Linked DNA regions of Mus musculus: regions 1 and 3 are each linked to region 2. A link is a contact called in public ChIA-PET and HiChIP or PLAC-seq data. All regions are on one chromosome and are shown on one strand. Each heading gives the region's core, a stretch centred on a gene start, on an enhancer-like site or on the middle of the called end of the contact. The rest is flanking DNA. Distances are from core to core; before and after follow the strand shown.

Region 1 (3,590 bases), core at 545-3,044, 180 kb after region 2:
AGTTAGCTGTGAACAGTTGGGATGGGGTCTTCTTCGGGGCTTAGAGAAGGGGCCCAGGCATGGTGGTGCACACCCTTAATCCCCACACAAGAGAGGCAGGGGCAGGTCCAGGACAGCTAGGGCTTGCTTCACACCTCTCTCTCTCTCTCTCTCTCTCTCTCTCTCTCTCTCTCTCTCTCTCTCTCTCTCTCTCTCTCTCTCCTAAAGAGAAGAAGGGGTGGCCCCGGCCATGGGTGGTCAGGGAGGAATGCTGACTAAGGTTTTAGGGCGATGTGGGAGCGTGTCTGTTTTCCTCCTGCTGTTGTTCTGTGTTTGATGGATACACTCTCCCTCCGAGCCCACACACCAGTCTCTCTTCAGTTTCCTGGGGCAGGGTTTAGATAGGCCCATTGGCTCAAACTCACAATGTAACCAAGGATTCTCCTTCTTTCTAATGTTCTTTGCACAAGTTGGTTTCTATTGATTTGGTTGGTTGGTTGGTTCTGGTTTTTTCGAGACAGGGTTTCTCTGTGTAGCCCTGGCTGTCCTGGAACTCACTCTGTAGACCAGACTGGCCTTGAACTCAGAAATCCGCCTGCCTCTGCCTCCCAAGTGCTGGGATTGTTTTTTAAGGCAAGGTCTCCAGCCCAAGACAGACTCGGACTCCCTACATAGTCCAGGATGACTTCGAACTCCTAAATCTCCTGCCCCCACCTCTCAGTGCTAGAATTACAGACCCAAGCTACCACCGCAGGTTCATGTGGTGCTGGGGATGGAACTTGGCTTTGGGTCCCACTTGATCCTCCCAAACTGCGCGGCATCCTTACCCCCGCCCCAGCCCCGCTCCGAATCGGTTTTGTATTTAGGTTTTCGTTCTTTGGATCCACCCTGAAGTCCAGGTGGTTCCCCCTCTACTGCGTCCACGTGAGCGTGAGCTGAACCTCGCCCGGGTCTTACTCAGTCCACACGTGCCCTCTCCTGTCTGTCCTCTAACTTCCCTGTCTGTCTGACTCAGCTCCTCTGTTTTCCCTTGTTTTTCCTGGGTTTTCCTGACCTGGGCAATTTTGAGGCTTTCTGGTCGGTATTTTGTACACGATCCTGCAATTTGGGTGTATCTGATGTTTTTCTCATGACGAAGCCGGAGTTGCTGCGGCTTTCGGCGGGAACACCACAGAGGTAAACAGAGTCCTCTGCTCATGACGTCAGGAGTCACGTGATGGCCACATGGGTCACCAATGGGGTTGATTGTTTTTCCTTTCCTCCCCCTGCGTCCCCAGTTCTCACATTGTAGTCCAGGCTAGCCTCAAACTCAAGGCAAACCTCTTCTTCCCTTCCCAAGTACTGGCATGAGAGAGGTGAGCTGCCAAGCCCCGACGATGTACACAATCTTTAAACAAACAACAACAACAACAAAACCAAAAAAAAGCTTTACAGAGGGTCTTAACGAAGCTCATGCTGGCCTTGGCCCAGGCCTGCCCCTCCTGAGGGCTAGGATAACAGACCATGTTGAAAAACATTTTGGGGGGAATTGCTGGCGACCTAACTCTTCCTTCTTCCCCCACCCCCCTCTTTCTTTCTTTTTCATCTTTTTCTTTCTTTCATTCTTTTCTTTTCCTTTCTTTCTTGGATGAAACCCAGGCCCCACCCACACCAGCCAGGACCAGGAAACACTCCTGGGTCCCGTGCGGTTTGTGTTCCCCCACCGTGCCGACTCAGGCTTTCACTTCATTCATTCCGTCAGCCTGCCATGTCTGTCAGCGCGGACTCATTCGCTGGGCTGGGATCCAATATGTGTTTACACATCGTCCTAGCAAGCTGGGTGTGGCAGTGCACAGCGATTAGCCAAGCACTCCCTGGGGAAGTGGGAGGGGCTATGTCAGGAGGACCGTAGCCGAGGAGACCCCCCCCCTCCTACAAAGTAAGACCCTTCTGCCCCATAAAGGGGGACTAGGGGCTGGGGAGGCACCAGTGTTGGAGTGACCCAGGGCAAGATTCCTGTACTGCATAAGCGGCAGGGTGGTGCCTGCAACCCAAGCACTCAGGTGAGGGCAGGGCGGAAGAAATTCTTGGGCCATTTGAGAGAGACCCTGATCAGAGCCTCTTGGGTCCGCCCTGTCCTGTATATCCCATGCCCTCAGGGCTCACACTACAGCGAGCTCCAGGCTCAAGTCCTGCCCAGGTAGAATCTGTTAAAGAGTTGGACTCTTTCCAAAGAACAGAGTTCTCCATGCTGATGAGGTATCTAGAGGCCCTGAGGACTTAGCCAATAAGCATCCCTTCTTGGACCTTCCTCCCTGCAAAGGGTATTTATTTAATCACTAGTCCACCCTGAGAAGGAGGTACTCACCCATTTTCCATGATGAACAATAAACAATTTGGAATCAAGGACCATCTCTTTCATCGCAGTGGGGAGCATAGAGAAGGCCTTTGACTACTGAGTCACAACGCTGCTGTCTAAACCTCCCGTAGAAGGACCCTCTACATGCCCAGACTCGCCACCACAGCTAAGCCAGAGTCCCCCATCCCTGTCATCCTCAGCCTGCAGACCCCAACTCCATCCCCAACCCCTTGTGACCCAGCAGAATCGGGATGTCCGGGAGTTTGGGAGCCCCAGCCCTGAGCTCCTCATGAGAGGCCCACGGACCCTTGACCCTCTGTTCCTGACTCTTGAAGTTTCCAGTTGCAACTGAACTCCTGTCTCCTCAGCCTCAGCCTGTGCTGTGTCTCACCCAGGCTGCTCCCCCCCACCCCCCCCTTAGGCTATGTTCATAACCCTTTTGTCTGTCTGAGCAGAGTTCACACACCCCAGTGGTGAGATGGACCACAGGGAGGGGCTGCGTGTACCACAGAGCTTATGTGTGTGGGGGGGGGTGGGGGGGATGTCAGAGGGTAACTGCAAAAATCAAGTTCTCTTTCTTCCACATGTGGGTTCCAGGGATTGAATTTCAGTCATCAGGCTTGGTGGCCAGCGCCTTTACCTGCTGAGTCAACTTGCTGGCCCAAATCCATATATTTTCATACCTGAATACCATGAATGTAGGAAGACATCTAGCTCCTTTAAGACTCTCTGCTTCAGGCTGGAGAGATGGCTCAGCGGTTAAGAGCACTGACTGCTCTTCCAGAGGTCCTGAGTTCAATTCCCAGCAACCACATGGTGGCTCACAACCATCTCTAATGGGATCTGACGCCCTCTTCTGGTGAGTCTGAAGATAGCAACAGTGTACTCACTAGGGGAAAAAAATAAGGCTCTGCTTCAGCTTTAAACAGGGGTGGCAGTGGGGAGACAGAAGCAGGTCAGGGTAAGATCCGCAATCCTCTGAAGGAAGACCCCAGATTCGGATAGTATACAAAGACAAAGAGTGTTTAATCTGCAGAAACAGCCAGCATGCTAGGGTCACCAAGAATTGGGGAGGGTTACCATCATTACCAAATGGTATATTCGAGTCCCTTTTTAACAGGACGGCTTAATTGCTTCTTAGATAACAGCAGACTTCTAAAACTTAGGGTATATCCCAAGGGGTTACAGAAACCATTAACCGAAGGTCATAAAGAAGACATACACCACAGAACACCAGGTGCAAAACCAGGAGATAAGATAGTGACTAGGAGCC
Region 2 (3,739 bases), core at 1,090-3,589:
CCACTTAGCAGATAACAAGGGTCTGTAACTTGAGTCCTGTGATACACGCAGACAAAACATCCATACATATACAAAAAGTAAATGTAAAAATGAAAACTGTAATAGCTATTCTTGGCAAGGCTGTCCCTCAGGAAGTCCTCAGAATCCGAAGCTCGTAACTGTTCCGTTATGAAACAGTCTTCAAAATCTCCAGTCATTTCAAGTTGTCCAAAATATTATTCTTAGCCTGTGGCCATTCAAAACTGCAGGCAGTTGGAGCGTGCTGGCATTCAAAACGCCCACACGCAGCCGCTGTTGCTGGCCCCTATTCTAAAGACCACAGACCTTCACCCAAGTGGGAATTCCTTCCCAGCTTCCTGTCCATAGAGGAAGCAGCTCCGGGCCTATTGTGTCTGTTAAGGCACTGTGATGCCAAGCTAGCGGGACCAACCGGCTGGGGGACCCTTGAGACCATGGAGGGAGTACAGAGGGACAGGATCTTTGGTAGAAAGAGTGTAAAAGTGCATGAGGGTCCGGGGGAGGAAAGAGCGGCTAGGAAGGATATTCTCGGCTGTATTCCAGGTAGGAGGGAACGAGGACCCTCGTCAATGCCTTCTTTGGCTCCTTTAGAAGGCAACAGTGTCGTCGTCAGCAGCAGCAGCAGCAGCAGAAGCAAAGAGAAACCCCTGAACAGCAAATGCCATGGGTACTTTCAGAAGGCTTTTCTGGGAAGTTCTAAGCAAAGCCACTGTCAGCTCTCTAGAACTCTAGCTGGCAGCTGTGGCAGATCCACATGAATGTACATCTTCAGCTAACAAGGCAGCAGGCTCAGTTTCTGTTCCTCTTCCTGGCGCCGCGGGCTTTAGATTCAGGCTAAGGAGAGCCCGAAAGGTTGAGTGTAGGGCGGGCAGCTTCCTCTGTATCAAACCAGCCTGGCTGGATACTTGGTGACCCCACCCTCCGGAGGATCAAGAGAAGCTAACCCTAGTCTACTGAACGAAGACCCAACAGATAGGGGTAGACTGCCAATCTCCGGTTTGATAACAAGAAAGGAAAGGGAGACAGCTGTGGAGATGATTCGGTGCAGATGAGCAAGCTTGAGGCCCCGAGTTTGGATCTCTAGCGCCTAAAAGCCAGGTCTGGCTCCAGCTACCTGTAGACCCTCCACTGTGTGGGGTGGGGCAGAGAAAGGAGTTTCACTGGGCTTGCTGAACACCTAGTCTAGATGAAAACAGCCAACCCCAGCTTCAGTTAGGGGCCACCTCAAGGGAACAACGGACATGAAAAAAGCAAGACACTGGCTGGAACTCCTGTGGCTTCTGCATGCACCCGCACCACACCCAGACACGCAAAAGCAAGCACAGGCAGCTGTAGCTTGCTGACCTCCATTCTTGTCATTTTAATATTATTTTAAAATCATCGCACCGACACAGTTAAGTGTTCTAAGATACCCATTCAGAAAATGTTATGAGCCTGTGTTACATAGCGCAAAGGGCAGATGGAGTTGGCCCTCCAACACATTTGTGGTACCCGACGACCTGTTTCCAAACAACTCAGACACCCATCGCCTTCGAGAGCCACCCAGCCTAAGTAGCAACACCCCACCACAGGGCACAGGACACACCACGTATTTTTCATCTTTTTCAGTTAGGGAAGGTGTCCAACTTTGTGTCTCCTCTCCTAGACTAGAGTCCTGGGTTCCCTTCCGGAGACACTCCGTGTGTTTACAGGCATTTGAGTTTATTTGCCTCAGGTGACGCTCACTCAAGACAAGGGCGGCGGTATCCTCCCAGCTGCAAGTATGTTGTGATCAGGGGTGAAACTGGGGTCAGGAGAGCCGGAGATAGGAACAGCGTCCCTGGGCTTCGTGGGACGGGTCCCCCAGATGGCCGGGTTCCCTCCCGTGCCCTCCCGGCGGGGATTTCCGCGGGTGGCAGGGTTTTCTGGGATCCCGTCACGACTGTCGGTTAGCGCTGTGACACGACCCGTAGACCCCGCCGAGGGAACCCACTGCGCTCTCGGGTCCCCAGGAGCTGGCTGCGACCGTTGCCGGCGTCCCGCTGACGGCTCAGGGCCAGCGACCCCTCCTAAGTCTGGCCCCGATTAAAGTAGCCACAGGGCTCCATCCTTTCCGCCCCTAAACCCGACAACCGGTCCTCGTCCCCCGCAGTGCATGCCGGGGCGGGGGACGGGAAGATTAAGCCAGGAACGGTCACCTGTAACCACGGTTGGTGGCCCGCGGCGGGATGCGGTAGACGTGGACCTCCGGCTTGACACACAGAACAGACTCGTACTCACTCTCCTCCATCTCTATCGCCCGAGCCCTCGGGACTTCCGGCTTCTCCCCGCCCCTTCAGGACCGGAAGTGATGCGACTCTATGACCAAGTTCTGTCTAGAGCGGAAGCTCCGGGGGACCCCCCGATCGCTCCCGAGTGCCCTCTGCCGGGCGCCTCAGATCAGACCGTGAAGCGATTGCTCTCTGCTGCTGTGGGACCTGAGAAGCTCGAGATGCCGCTGATCTGAGCCTAATCCCGAACCTGGTTGTAGTTCAAACTCTATACCCTAGACCAGGGTGGCTGATATGCAAGATACCCTGCAGCCCTGCCCTTCTGACGGAATGTCCTTGTCCCCGCCAATCCCAGAAGGTTCTCAGAGGCTTCTGGAGGAATCTCGCTCCACAACTTTTTATAACCTACTATGTGCGCAAGGCCCCAGTGGCTTAGCGCAACAGGAGTACAAATCAAAGTTGTGAACCAAAGTTCCTGGTTGTCTTTGCTGTGAAGAGACACTATGACCAAGGCAACACTTACAAAAAGAAATCCTTTCATTGGGGGCTTGCTTACAGTTTCAGAGGCTTAGTCCATGATTAGCATGCGGGAGAGCATGGCGGCATGCAGGCAGGCGTGATACCAGAGAAGCAGCTGAGAGCTGTACGTCATGATCCTGGTGGGGGTGGAAGGGCCACAGCACACAGGGATGGGGCGGGAGGAAGGGGAGCACGGACGACAGTGACCCGGGCCTGATACGGGCTTTTGGAAAACTCAAAGACCAAACCCCCATCACAGCTTTTCCAACGAGGACACACCTCCTAATCCTTCCACGAGGTTGATCACTTGTGAAAAGCTAGAATAAGGCAGATTGGGAGGCGAATTGATTTTGAGTTATCTTGACCCTCTAAATAGCCATTTATTGGCCACCTCTGTATGTGACCTAAGATCCTTGTGACTATTAGGTAAATCCTTTGGAAGGTACAAATGCCAGCTTTCACCAATAAAGGCTAAGAATGTCATCAGATAGCAAGTAAGGGCCATAAATGATGTTTCCCGGCTTTGCGGTGACTCACCTGCCTGAGGTCTCCACCAACGGTTTGAAAAATGCCTCGGTTTGATGTTTGTTTTGTTTTGTTGATTTTTTGGGTTTTTTGTTTTTGTTGGTTTTTTTTGAGACAGGGTTTCTCTGTGTAGCCCAGGCTGTCCTGGAACTCATTTTGTAGACCAGGCTGGCCTCAAACTCAGAAATCCACCTGCCTCTGCCTCCCGAGTGCTGGGATTAAAGGCGTGTGCCACCACGCCTGGCTCAGTTTTTTGGTTTTTCGAGACAGGATTTCTCTGTGCAGTCCTGGCTGTCCTGGAACTCACTCTGTAGACCAGGCTGGCCTCGAACTCCGAAATCTGCCCGCCTCTGCCTCCCAAATGCTGGGATTAAAGGTGTGCGACACCACGGCCGGGCTAATGCCTCGGTTTATAACTATTTTTTCAT
Region 3 (3,640 bases), core at 516-3,015, 130 kb before region 2:
GCGCAAAAACCCCAAACCCCAAAAACGAAAGCCCCCTTCTAAACGAAAGCGAAACCCCCCATCCCTATTTAGGAGAGTTATCCTTCGCTTAGGACGCATCACTCCCTGATTGGCTGCAGCCCATGGCCGAGCTGACGTCACAGGAAAGGCAGAGTACAAGTAGTGGTAAAATACCCTTGGCACATGCGCAGATTATTTGTTTACCACTTAGAACACAGGATGTCAGCGCCATCTTGTGACGGCGAATGTGGGGGCGGCTCCCAACAAGCCCCCATGTAAAAATTATTAGTTTCTATTCTTTTTTTTCTTTTTTAATTGATTTATTTCATATATATGATGAGTACACTGTAGCTGTCTTCAGACACACCAGAAAAGGGCATCAGATTCTATTACAGGTGAGATACCAGGTGGTTGCTGGGGATTGAACTCAGGACCTCTGGAAGAGCAGTCTAGGCTGGCTCTTAACCTCTGAGCAGTCACACCCAGATAATGGCTGATCAGTTACAACAGTCCAGGAAAAGGCTGAAGGCTCTGGGGCAGAATGTCCTTTTTGGAATGAAAGGACTGGGCGCCTCTGTGTATCTCAGAAACTCTGCAAACTGCCCATCCTTTTGGAGAACCCCTTCCCTGCCACCATCCCAGGCCACTTTGGGGCCTGTACTTGGATCTGATGATGTTGCCCAGGATACAAGAAGAGACACAGTCAGCCAGTCCTAAGACAGACAGACTTCCTAGGAAGCCAGTGACTCTCAGCATGAAAGGCACCAAGTACTGGGCAGCCAGGACTCAGGTCCTTCTGGCATTCTGGCTACCTCCCCGTCCCCCAGTGCCTCCCCTGACAATGTGCCACCCACGGTGGCATCTCTTGCAGGAATTTCGGCTGCTCATGGCCAGCACCTCCGCCTGCTACCAGCTCTTCCGAGAAAAGCAGAAGGCAGGCCACGGGGAGGCCGTTATGTTCAAGGGTGAGTGAGCAGAAGCCCTTGACAGGAAGCCCCACAGAGCTCAAGAGGGCCTTGTCCCAGAGCACCCAGCTGCACCACCAAACCCAAACCAAAGGTCACGCCTGCCTGGCGATGCAGAGTTGATGGAGCGCTTGCCTAGCATGCACCAAATGCTGGGTTCGATCCCCAGCACTGCAGAACCCAAGTGTGGTGGTGCCTGCCTGCGGTCCTAGCACTCACAGACAAAGGCAGAAGGGTCCTAACTCCAGGGTCATGTAACCCTGTCTCAAAATAGAGAAGGGCAAAGTGTATCTTCAGAACTGATATCTGAAAGAGCACCAGACCTAGAGAGGGACGGAAGGACCCAAATGACTGCCACATGATCTGAGCCCAGAAGCTTGGGTTTTCAAGACAGCGGGATGGAAGCCAGGACCTTCTGAGATGGTCATGCACTCTTCTGCTAAGCCACATCCCTTCTGCCATACCCCATCCACCCCCAGAACAGTAAAGGGGGGAGAGAAACAGTGTCGATGCTGGAGGCCCAGGAAGGGAAGTGGTTTCAGCTGACATCACGCCTGCCCTGCCGGGTCTGGAGTGAGGCTTTGTCTCCCTCCTAAGTGGAGCGACATAGCATCTGCTGGGTCTGGAATGAGGCTCTGTCTCCTCCAGTGAGGCTCTGTCTCCCTCCTAAGTGGGGCAGACCCAGGGATGAGCTCTGTACCTGAATTAATCATGAGAAAGAGACTCTGCTGAGGGAAACCCTGCCAGGCGGCATGGTGAGAAATGCCACAGCACATCTGCACTCTTGCTGTGGTAAAATAGACACAATGTATCAGTCACTGTGTCTTACCACTTCCTGCCACATGGTAGCTTAGTATCCTGACACTCATAGTCACTGGGTAATGCTTATGCTATTGTCCTGTGTCCAAGGAGTGGGACTGGAATGCTGCCCGTGTCCAGGACAGATCCACGTAAGACTGCCATCCTAGCCGGGCAGTGGTGGTGCACACCTTTAACCACAGCACTCGGGAGGCAGAGGCAGGTGGATCTCTGAGTTCAAGGCCAGCCTGGTCTACACAGTGAGTTCCAGGACAGCCAAGGCTGTGATAAAACTAAAATAACAAACATAGATAGATGGATGGATGGATGGATGGATGGATGGATAGATGGATGGACAGACAGATAGATAGATAACACTGCTATCCTGTTCTAGCCTCCTGGTGGCAAGTTTTTTTTTCTGCGTTGGCAGGTGTAAGGCTTGGCTTTCTAGAAGTTTCCTTTCTATCTTAAGCTTGCCTCAAATGCTGCCTCCACACACCATGGTTAGAAATATTAATGCCATAGAGTCACGGAGAGGACTGTGGCGTGGTGGCAGCACAGGGGCAGGGTCCCACAGCCCTGGTCTCTTTGGTGTTGTGACGCTACAAGTCTGGGCCATGCAGAGAGCTGACAGGCTATATATAAATAAAATATAACACTTTTAGCACTCGGGAGGTGGAGGCTGAAGGTTGTAGGTTCAAAGCCAACCCATAAGAAAAAAAAAACTAAAAGGAAAAAATAATGTTAATCAAATATACAAGGCTCACAGCCTTGTGGTCCGGCTGCCTGTGTGGCCACTTGCTGTGTAGGGAAACGCAGCTTCCTCACCTTTAACAGTAGCAGCTACCTCACAGGAACATGGGGAAGACTGTCTGGGGAGCACGGCTAGCATTTAAAAGATTACTTATCTAGTGTATACAAGGTCCTGGCTTCCGACCAAAGAACAGACTGCAGGCACTTGGATGTCACTAATCTGACCTAAAGCCTCCAGGCTATGGAGCTAGAGTCAGAGGCAGGCTCTCTCCAGGGCCAGCACTGAGTAACAGGAGGGGTGTTTGAACCCTGGTCAGCTGCTAACATTCAAAGGGGGCACCCAGGTGACTTCTCCTCCTGCCAGAGAGCACAAGGTGCCTGCACCCCCATTCCTGGCTTAGGAGACATGGTTGGTCTGGAGAGGGGGACACACATGCCTCCCTGGGTAGAAGGAGATCACCCCTCTTCCCCATCCATTCCCCCCACCTCACTCCCACCCCATTCCCCACCCCCCTCCACTGCCAGCAAATAGCTCAGATGGGACACCCAGGCAGGCACCTGAGATTTACTGTCACCCTCTGACCCCCACAGGCCTGGGAGGCATGAGCAGCAAGCGCATCACCATCAACAAGATCCTGTCCAATGAGAGCCTCACGCAGGAGAACCAGTACTTCCAGGTACAGCGGTGGGAGGGCAGGAAGGGATGGCAGACTGTGTGAGGTCTTGGCAGAGGCTGGTTCTATGGGAAAGGTCAGGGGCTCGAGGCTTCTGGCCCAGAGAGACCAGCAAGCACCTGCTGGATCTACTTGCTGTGTAGTAGATCCAGAAGCGCAGCGGTGGGCTCAAGGAGCCTCGAACCCAGCAGGAGATGGGAAAGCAGTTGTACTTGTAGGCCCAGAGTTCTATCAGACAAGTGCTCGGAGCAGACACGCCCCTTAGAGCCACACCAAAGCTTCAGACTTGTTGCCTGAATAGCGGTGGCCTGAGCCCATCCCTCACACTGAAGCTTCGGCAGCTCACACAACCCTGAGGGACTGCTGTGGGTGTGACAGTCTGCTCGAGTCTTAAACGTTGCACCAGACATTAAACCCAGCGCCCAGGAGAAGTAGCTCCATTGGGAGAGC

The links. ChIA-PET counts read pairs in DNA pulled down with a chosen protein or histone mark. HiChIP or PLAC-seq counts read pairs in DNA pulled down with a chosen protein or histone mark.
Region 1: a contact with region 2 is called in a FOXA1 HiChIP or PLAC-seq map of pancreatic cancer cells. The contact joins the enhancer-like site here to the promoter of Necap2 in region 2. A contact is called at or near these places in 1 of 484 Hi-C or Micro-C datasets (bone marrow-derived macrophages), 3 of 115 datasets of contacts at active chromatin or transcription factors (the SCID.adh cell line, embryonic stem cells and pancreatic cancer cells) and 3 of 9 other capture datasets (adipose tissue, liver and pancreatic islet).
Region 3: a contact with region 2 is called in an RNA polymerase II ChIA-PET map of effector CD8 T cells, with 16 read pairs. The contact joins the enhancer-like site here to the promoter of Necap2 in region 2. A contact is called at or near these places in 4 of 39 promoter capture datasets (the C10 cell line, the HPC-7 cell line, neural stem cells and 1 more), 1 of 15 datasets of contacts at CTCF or cohesin (CD8 T cells), 5 of 484 Hi-C or Micro-C datasets (CD8 T cells, bone marrow, natural killer cells and 2 more), 9 of 115 datasets of contacts at active chromatin or transcription factors (CD8 T cells, the SCID.adh cell line, effector CD8 T cells and 3 more) and 3 of 9 other capture datasets (adipose tissue, liver and pancreatic islet).

Annotation. Positions count from the first base shown.
Region 1 is chr4:141,258,442-141,262,031 of GRCm38.p6, forward strand. No RefSeq gene overlaps it. Among named protein-coding and RNA genes, the nearest start is that of Gm52686, 11 kb to the left of the region's middle. Within about 2 kb of position 1,795, at least 49 of the 459 cell types and tissues checked have an H3K27ac peak or open chromatin away from gene starts, as enhancers often do. A contact at or near this core is called in liver and pancreatic cancer cells, where this site is marked.
Region 2 is chr4:141,076,018-141,079,756 of GRCm38.p6, forward strand. It overlaps Necap2 (NECAP endocytosis associated 2), which reads right to left and starts at 2,340. Exons shown (of 8, transcript NM_025383.4): 1 at 2,196-2,340. The coding sequence starts at 2,287.
Region 3 is chr4:140,943,571-140,947,210 of GRCm38.p6, forward strand. Padi2 (peptidyl arginine deiminase, type II) reads left to right here. Exons shown (of 16, transcript NM_008812.2): 13 at 872-965; 14 at 3,108-3,193. Among named protein-coding and RNA genes, the nearest start is that of Gm13031, 13 kb to the right of the region's middle. Within about 2 kb of position 1,766, at least 144 of the 459 cell types and tissues checked have an H3K27ac peak or open chromatin away from gene starts, as enhancers often do. A contact at or near this core is called in CD8 T cells, the HPC-7 cell line, the SCID.adh cell line and 7 more, where this site is marked.